Regions from separate parts of the Drosophila melanogaster genome. Here region 1 is linked to region 2. The links are chromatin contacts, called in public Hi-C maps. All regions are on one chromosome and are shown on one strand. The core of a region is the stretch at or near the end of the contact, and the rest is flanking DNA. Distances in the headings are between cores, read along the strand shown.

Region 1 (4,673 bases), core at 1,267-3,766, 7.3 Mb before region 2:
AATCTAAAAACAATGGACTTACTCAGCTAATGAGCTGTCTAGATAAAACCCAACATCCTCGAAGGAAATCCCTTAGATGGCGTATCGCAAAATGACGATGTAAGATGCCTATTCCCGGTCGGCAAGCCGCAGACATATGCACCTCCTTAGATGTACTGATCGATATCCTTTGGGGCCGTGTGCAGGCGCAGGATAATTGAATTTGAAGTGAAGCTGCTCCTTGTGGCAGTTATGAAATTTCTAGCCCGGCTTCCGCTGCCAGGGAACGGAAACAAAAGCGGGGCAAAACGAAGTTACAAGTTGCCAGCAAGTGTGAGTGTGCGTCTGGCTCAATATATGGGCATGGTGCCGGGTCTGGAGGTGGCGCAAAGGATCAGGATGCGATGACGAGGCCCACATCAGTGCTGCCAGGAGGAGACAATAAATTCACTTAGGCGGCGGAAACAGAAGAACAAACTGAAGGGAAAACTCAATAAATTAGACCGTATTGGAGAGAAAAACTGTTTTTTAACGGCCATATTAAGTTTTAAATTCTTATGAATCTTGAACTTTTTCACTCTACGTAAGATATTCGAAGAACATCAGCCCATTCAGAAACCCCAATATTACACATTATGTTATTATGGTTTTACATTTTTCAGAGGTTCTTCTTGTGGAAAGGATAGCAAAAGCTGTCAGCACTGCCACACATGCCCCCATGTCATGCAGCCTCGGCAATGAATTTGCGTTTCCGCCTCGCCGCTTTCGCCATCATGGTTAACCGCGTCGTTGATTTAAGGGCGTTCTCCGTTCCTTGCGAGTAGCTGGCGTACTCCGCATCCTTTGTCCTTACTGCTCGAGCGACACAATTAAAAATGTGCGGCCCAATTCATTTGATTGGCACGAAGGAAGCGACGAGATAAGCAACTTCCGTTGGCTGAAATTTTGGCATCTTCATCAATCAAGAATGTGCTCGTTCTCGTGGGCTGGCTGTTGGGGAAAATGTCATATAGGTTGATAGAAAAAACAGCAATATAAATATTTCAAATTAATAATTGATGTCTACCAAAAGCAGTTAAATTTTTTAATATCTTCACAATTATTGCCGATTTCCAATAAAAATATAACAAATTAATAAAGTATAAATTTAAATCAACTTAATTCCCAATAAAAAGTATTTCATAATAAATAAAACAAGGATAACGCTAGGAACAGTAAGTAATAAACTAGTATTCCCTTATGAAAACCCATGAATTTAATGTCCGATTAAAATTGTAATATTTAGCGCCTAATCGATAACAAGTATGTATACAGCTGTTTTAAACTGTCTGGTAGCACTGATCTTATCGAATATGTACAATTCCATCCCTAGAAAAACTTGCATAAAAAATAAAGAACAATTGAACAATTGCATTTAGAATGGAGTATGTGCACTCTGTTTGGAGCTACCTAGCCTCGATCTGCAACTGCTGGCAATGCACCGAAGATCCAGGTGCGCAGGTAATCCGCACATTCCCCTTTCCCCGTCAACAGACCGAATACACAATGCGTTCCATCTGCAGCCCAACGAGCCGAACGAGCGGACACACCTTCTCGTGGACCCGGTGAACCATAGTCCTGCCCTTCGACGGAGCAACTCCGATGGCCTCAGCACCGACTACGCCCACTCCCTTCCCAAGAAGGACGATCAGAACGCCCTCTCCAGACTGGTGCAGAATACTGCGATGTACGTAGTTGATAGTGTATAGGGTCCACATTTGGCACTATCATATACAATTCCATTGATTGGAATGCTAGCATTTTACAGCGATTGCTATACTATACTATACTATAGTAGTATACCTACGTAGTTATAGCGATGGCAGGATCTAGTATGTAGTATGGTTATACCCAAGCATTTATCGGGATGTTCAATGCAACAAAGCAACACAGCCCTAATTATCGCTTATCTATATTATATTTGTATTCGCTTATACGCTACTTTGCTCTCCAGAAACATGATAAACGTTGGAGCCATGGACTGTCACAGCCTGGAGCACCAGGAGTACGCCGATAGAATAAGATTGTACTCGCAGCGGTTGCATCAACAGTGGAACAACGGCCAGCACGCCAGTATCGCACCAAAAGGTTTGCAATATAGCTAGATTGAAAGGGTGAATGATGACTAACAATTAAATGAACAACAGGTCTCCTTAAAGATGTACCAAGCCATCAGTTCTATCTGTCTAAGCCAACCTATCCAGATGACACTGCTCAAGTGAGTTTTACTTTTCGCAAATTGCTTGTTGCTTACCAATTTCGTATGTTTTTAGATGAAGCTCTTCACCGAGAAGGCACACATCAGTGTCTCGCACATACAGATCGACCACAAAGAGGCCGTGGTTGTTCCCTTCCGGATTCCCTGATTATCGTATCTTAAGTGAAATAAAGTGATAAATTTATATAAAATCAAAATCTATATTGGTACTAAGTAGCCCTTGAATAACCAGGTAATCGACTTATTTTCATTAAGTGTACAGAAGCAAATAAATACATACTATATTCTTAACACGGCAAGACATTTTTTTTATTTAGGAAGGCACACACACACACATATAGCTAAAATCCAAAATGTCGTTCGATCTTAACCATAAATTTTGGGTCTACACGCGCAAGGAAATTGGTAAATTAATCAAGAAGCAGAACCGCCTGAAGAAGATTGAGCCGCCAGAGGAAAAGGCAGTATCGTATAAAATTTACGCAGAGCTCTATGTTTTGTATGTGGAGCTGGTCAATAAGTTAAGTTTCATATACCACAATACTTTCCAAGTGCAAAAGCGGGCATTGGTACGTGTTTTGGTGGAGAATGCCACTCAGCAGCTAATGCAACTCAAGGAGGAGTTAAAAGACTTGGAAATGAGCGAATACATTTACATAGATAAGGCGCTGATCGCTAGGAAGCTAACACCACGGGACCTGGTCGTATGGAGGTCACCACAATTCCTTTACCGTCGCCCGTTGGACATTCAAAATATCATTGCCGACAACCGATTGTACATGAACGATGAGGAAAAGGAAGAAAAGGCAGCCCAGGATTGGGTTCCGATCAGTGAGGCGGTCAAGCTTATCCAAGCTCACGAGAGGGCGCGCCGAGCTCGGGTTTACAAGTCCAACATAAAGTACGACAAGAAAAAGTTCCTCAAGGTCCATCAAAGAAAGAAAATAAATTACAAATTCACCTTTAAGCCTGATCAGGCAATGAGTATTCCCGTGAAGAGAACCATTTTTTCAGCTGACTTCTTGAAGGCGGACGAGTCCTGCGAAAATCTTATCAAAAAGGATGATGTAGCGGATACCGCAATAGATGGCAAGTAGCTAGATCGTTTCAAAACAATTAATTTGGTTTTTAATTATTTTCTAGATGAGGAAGCCTTAAGTGCAATACAGAACAATGCTGCTTGTAAAATCCAAAGTTGTTGGCGTGGTTACAAGACGCGGAAAATAGTTAAGATTAGGAAGCGGTTCAAGGAGGAATTGTATGGTATGAAGAAAATTAGGAAACTGAAGCGACCCAATCAGACGGCAAATTCTATTATGGAAATGTACAAGAACGAGATGCTCAAGAAGAAGCTGGATGAGGACTTCATCAACTTGATCAACGATGAGCGCACCCGATTGCTGCAATTCCGAAGTCCATGGATGATGGAAGATATATCCGATCATATCCGGGCATGGTTCAAGGAATTGTGAGTTGTTTTTCATTGAGGCAAAAAAGGCAAAAACGTATAACTCGTACTTAACAGCTACGACGCGACTGGGAATTTTCATCCTTATCCCGATCCTGTAAAACAAGGAACGGTACTGGTTGTCATTGATGAAACAATGACGCCAATGGAATTTCAGGAAAGCCTTGGTAAAAAGCCGCTGTCAAAAGCCGAGTTGAAGAAACTTCGCGATAAGGAGAAGAAAGAGAAAAGGAAAAAGAAGGAAAAGCTAAAACAACTGAAAATGAAGGAAGCTAAACGTCGGAAGAAATTGAGAGACGCTGGAGTCATCGATATTGGCTACGAGCTAACTGCAAGCAAGGCAATTGGTAGATAGTTTGACTTAATGGAGAATGTTTCCATTGTCTCCAAATACTCTCTTCAATTTTAGAAAACATTGAAGAAACAATGAAGAAGTACTCCAAGGACTGGAGAAATGTCGATGAATATCTAAACAAGAATCATGATCCCATCAAGGAATGGGTTACTGAGGAGCAACTGGCAAAGATTCATCAGGAAGTGAGGGGCTTGGTCGACGAATACATGAGGTAAATTTATTTATATTTACAATGAAAATATAACTTTTCAACTTCCAGGGTTGAGTATGAGTTGCTGCGGGAGGCCTTGGCGAAGGATAACGATGAGAAGTACAAGGCTCTCAAGGTGAAGTATCCTAAGAAGAAGAAGGAGAAGAGGAAGAAGAAGCCCAAGGACATGACAGGCGATCGGACACTGGAATCCCTGTACAATGAGCTCAAAGATGCCGGCATAATAGAGGAAATTGGTCATAGGGACTTTGATGAGTTCATAACGGACTTCAACTTTGTGGCAGACGACACTCGAGATGAAGATGGCTTAACGTATGTTGTAGTTATTTGTTGAAAGAGCTACTAAGCCTAACAAAAAAAATTAATATCGATTTAAAATTCAGCACATTGGGCCCAGCAAAGG
Region 2 (4,731 bases), core at 1,832-4,331:
TTCCATTTCCTTTGAAGCCTTTATAATGGGTTTCATAATGTTGCAACAATTGTTTATGAGTTCCTCGTTGCCGTGTATTAATATTGTTGGGCAGGTGCCGAAGAGCATAAACGAGGGATACTCCGGATCGACGGTGAAGATATTCCTTTGCTCGAGTGTGAGGTTTATATTAAATTTATCAATCAGATGGAAATTCGACGATGTTTTCAAGCACGCTTGCCATCGTTCTTCGTATTTACAAACCAGAACTTGAAGGTTTGTAAAGTTGATCAAATATTTATCGTAAATCTTATTGTGCAAAACGTACTCTAGTTGAACGTTTTTGTTCAGAAAGCTTTCCGTTTTTGGATTTTCAAGCAGCGTCGGAGATTCCGAACCACTTTTTTCCGATGCAGGCGGAGTTGAACATGGAGTCAAATAGGTTTCATCGTCATCGCTTGTGTTTTCAGTAACAGCCGACTCTATCACAGGTATAACTCTCTTAACCTCCATTTTCCTCATTTCGAGTTTTCCGAAATCGAGCAAAACCATCAACGAATTGCTAACTTTGTAGTTTTCCAAAAATATTATGCGTGGCGCGAAAATTTCAATTTCGAACATCCAAATTTTTCGATTTACCTAAGGAATAACAAGAGTGTTAGCGTTTGTTATGAAAGTTTTAAATGATTGACTCACCTCATTTCCACTAAACATTTCATTCCAGTTCTTCATAAAGTCAGTTTTCTTCGCGACTCTATTGCGCGGTGAGTATTTAAAGGAATTCGAATCGGCCAGAAAATCTAAAAGCCACTGGATCGCATCCTCATTATAGATAAGATCTAGACCTTTTGATTTAATGTTCAGCTGAAAGCGTAAATGATTGCAATTTTCGTATTGTAATTGAAACAGGATATCCTCCTGGAGAGCAGCATTCTTTACTAGTTGATTTGGTGTGGCTGTATTCCCTGTTTGTGGCTTAATTAAGTAATTGTGCATCGTATCACTACTGGTTTTGTCTATTAGGTATACTTCTTGTAAGGATATGCCCACAGTGTAAGAAGTTAACTGTGGGCTCAACTGGAGGTAGGCGGAGAAGTTGTTGAATTGCATTTCCATAGACTTGTTCCTGCCATCATTTAATTTATCTTCGGTCTGCAGGATTACCAGTCCTTTGAGAAGCTTGATTGAAAAGTGTCCGAAGACAGCATCGCTTTTTAAGTCGGAAGAGTTCTGAAGTGAGTTCTCCAACGCAACGAGAATATCATCTTCCAAATGTTTCAGCGATTCATCCTGTTCATTATTTGGGGTACTGGGACTGTTCGCATACCAACCCATCCAGTTTGGAAACCAATGAAAGAGCATATTCTTGCCCTGCTCGTTCTGTGATTCAAAGGCGAAACCTTTCGTAAACACTTTTTCAAAGCATATCCTTCTCATTATGGTTAAATCCGATATCTTTCTATCGCTCTCGATGTAGGCTTTAAACTCCTTATCTGCAGCGGATAGATTTTCGTTGGGATTTAATATAATTGATTTGTAGAGCAGCATGTAACGAAGATTTTCCTTGAGCATTAACCACTTTTCCTCATTTTTCTTAAAGTCAAATCCATGGCATATGGTGGCGTATTTCCACCATGCGATTGGATTACTTTCTACGGTGCATGTGGGTCGCTTTAGCCTGTATTGTCGAACTTCCTTAACCTGACGGATTTCTGACAGCTTATCTAACATTTGCAGTCGCTGGACCTGGAAATATTAAAATAATTTATTAAAACAAATAATAAGCATATCAAATATGGTGATAACAACTGCGTCATGGGAAGTACAACTGTGTTTATTGGGGTACAAGTTCATTTTGGGGCTTGGTTAGATAGAAATAAGCAAATTTGTTGGTGATTGATATTGAACCAATATTATTCATTCACGAATAAAATGTATTGTTTGATAATCGCTTAAAAAGCAATCGAAATATGTACCTAATTCTGATGAACTTTGGACCTCAGTAAATTACGTCTCATTTAAGTGTTATTTGTGGCTTCAAGTTGGGCTTAGTTACCTTAGATATGTCTATGACCACCTCGGGAACCAGGAGTTCACAGGAAACCCTGGGTTTGTCTTTGGTACGTATCACCTGCTGGCATTTATCGCGCTTCCACCTGGCCGTTGCACAAATGGGCTTGATGATGAAATTGTGGGACCTCAGTTCGCAGGTGGAGTGCATTTTTTCGAGAATCTCCTGGTTAGAGTACGACTGACATTTGATGTCCTCGTGCAACAAATCCCAGTAGACCGAGAGCTCTTTGAGCTCCACCAGCTTGTAGTTCATTTCGTTGTTGTTCATTTTGTAGGACCCATTGGTCCAATCACAGTCGCAGCTCTGGGCGGTCAGAGATCCAATCTTGATGCCCGTGCATATCTTGCTCTTGCCGGTGTCCACGATGTCCTCGAACCGAAAGTGCACATCGGATATCTTGAGTTCAATGTTGTCAATGATGTTGGTGGCCATGTTGGTGCCATACTTCAGCCAGTTATTGTAGGATGAGAAGTAGTAAGACTCCATTTGTTTGCCCTTTTCGGAACGCCAGCCTGCTTCTGCGGTGTCCAGCACGGCCAGCTTATACTCCAAATCCTGCAACTTCTCCTTCTCGTAGTCCCAGTTGTCCAGGTTCTTCGGACAGATGATGCAGAACAGGCCCTCGATGGAGATGCACCATGGCGATGTCCTGAACTGGCGGACCGGAATCTGGAGTTTGATTTTACGGATACTGCCGGCGGTGACTTCGACCGGCAAATTGAACGAGCGGAGGGCATCTTTGCGTATGGGTATGTTCTCGAGCTCAACTTCGCCTGCGGGAAAATATATTGTTTATGCGATGCGGAATAAAGATAAACAATTATATCACAGTACCCGAGAGCAGTGCCACCGACAATTGGGCGGAATTCAAGTTCTCCAGATACTTTCCCAGATACGTGTTCAGCACCCACGTTATGAGGTCTCGCAACATGCTTGTTTATTAACCACTGACGCTAATCCTATTAAATATTTGTTTTTAATTCATGCCCTAAAACCACAACTATAAACATATGATTGGGGACTATCTACACCGCATAAATATTGCCGAGTCACAAATGGAACAAGTGGAATCGGAACAGGTTGTGGGATTGGATTGTAGTTGAATAAACAAGTGGTTTCTTTGGTTTATTTATTTCATAAATAATTTAAATGGGAAGTAGTTAATAAGATAATATATATCAGTCCTAATTTCGGGTGTTGCTTAAGTTTGAAATATATGTAAATGATGTTTTGCCGATGTAGCTATCAATCAGATTGGTATCGGATATCGGTCTTGTGCGATATTCTTGAAATTCCATCACTAATTATTGTTAAAAACAAAAATTTTATTGTGATTGCTACAGAGTCTATTTCCCAAAATGACCGATCCAAACGTGCCAAGAGGAGCCCTAAGCTTGCAGGCAAGTAATTTGGGTAGAGTATCTAGTGAACTTCAATAAAATGTATATTTTTCTTAGAATGTTCTGAAATATACGGTGCAACACCACGATCCAAATCCAGAAGCAGCCCCAAAGTTGGAAACTCCCGATCCTGAGGTATGTAAACAGCTCAAATTGAGAGAATTTTACAAATATTTAGAATAGTTATTGTGTTAGGCTTTAAAACACCTCAAGTAGTTATACTTTCTGAATAATTCACAAGTGTGTCCTAAGCAGTGAGTCAATCGAATCATCTAGAACCTATGTATTTGGCCATGTGCTCCTCCAAATGGAACTTCTATTGAAAGCCAAATTTGTTTGGAAATTACTTTTCTGGCACTTTGTACAGTAGTATGAAAGCTCTTTTTGATATAACAAAGTATAACATTAGTTATTGACTAGTTACTTGGAGCTACAATATATAAAATATTTTATTTTTCAGAGAGCTCAGTTTTTGGCAAATGCCCTAAATGCCATGACAGTGGATGCTGCAGCGGCCCTGAAAGCAGCTTTGGTGATCTTGAACAGCGAAGAATCCAGCACGGACGACCAAATCGAGAGTCTGGATGTCATAAGGAGCCACATCGATGACATCGACAATGCCATAACGCTGGTGAAGCTAGGAGGAACTGCAACTCTACTCCGCTACATAACACATTCGGATAGCGAAGTGCGAGAATCGGCACTCAATACTGTCGCTGAAGTGGCCCAGAATAATGTATTTTGTCAGAACGCCCTCATAAACGATAAGTTTTTGCCTGCACTTGCAAAGAACTTGAGCCATTCGAATCCGAATACCGTGCGGTGCTCCTTGTATGCGATATCATCGCTGATAAGGAACTTTCAGCCTGGATACGACGAGTTTAAGCGCATAAAGGGGATCAGGTCCTTGATACCCTGTCTGAAATCCACAAATACAAATGTCTACGTGAAGACTGCTTTTCTAATTGCATCGTTAACTTCAATCGAGAAGTCTGTCAGAGGTAAATTGAAGTAGTAATTATAACCCAGTGTTTGAAATCCTAATTATTTGTATTCCCATCAGATGATTTTGTGAAGGAAGAAGTGTTTCCTGTGCTAGTGGAAAACCTTAAGCCCGTTGATGACTTTGATATCAAACAAGAAACTACGCTTTTTGCACTTTCATCTCTTTCGCGGGAATCGGAGTTAAAACTCTCTACGGAAAAACGAGAGGAAATCCTATCGAAGCTTCAACAAATTATTTCCAAAAACAAACAGTCGGAAACGTGTGAAGTAAGA

What was found. A called contact is a pair of places that touch in the nucleus more often than the background predicts.
Region 1: a contact with region 2 is called in a Hi-C map of the Kc167 cell line, with 4 times the contacts expected there. A contact is called at or near these places in 21 of 107 Hi-C or Micro-C datasets (the Kc167 cell line, the ML-DmBG3-c2 cell line, the OSC cell line and 8 more).

The regions. Positions count from the first base shown.
Region 1 is chr3L:20,025,678-20,030,350 of dm6, reverse strand. It overlaps CG14183, which reads left to right and starts at 2,516. Exons shown (of 8, transcript NM_140915.4): 1 at 2,516-3,325; 2 at 3,380-3,704; 3 at 3,762-4,051; 4 at 4,114-4,270; 5 at 4,319-4,582; 6 at 4,654-4,673. The coding sequence starts at 2,590. It overlaps Lamtor1 (Late endosomal/lysosomal adaptor, MAPK and MTOR activator 1), which reads left to right and starts at 1,331. Exons shown (of 5, transcript NM_140916.3): 1 at 1,331-1,479; 2 at 1,542-1,705; 3 at 1,973-2,106; 4 at 2,166-2,236; 5 at 2,292-2,532. The coding sequence starts at 1,399. The coding sequence ends at 2,384.
Region 2 is chr3L:12,753,399-12,758,129 of dm6, reverse strand. It overlaps Vps13D (Vacuolar protein sorting 13D), which reads right to left and starts at 3,081. Exons shown (of 19, transcript NM_168512.4): 1 at 2,888-3,081; 2 at 2,036-2,826; 3 at 676-1,725; 4 at 1-618. The coding sequence starts at 2,984. It overlaps CG10973, which reads left to right and starts at 3,356. Exons shown (of 5, transcript NM_001038913.2): 1 at 3,356-3,453; 2 at 3,511-3,588; 3 at 3,914-4,454; 4 at 4,517-4,725. The coding sequence starts at 3,412. It overlaps CG10984, which reads right to left. Exons shown (of 4, transcript NM_168511.1): 4 at 4,728-4,731.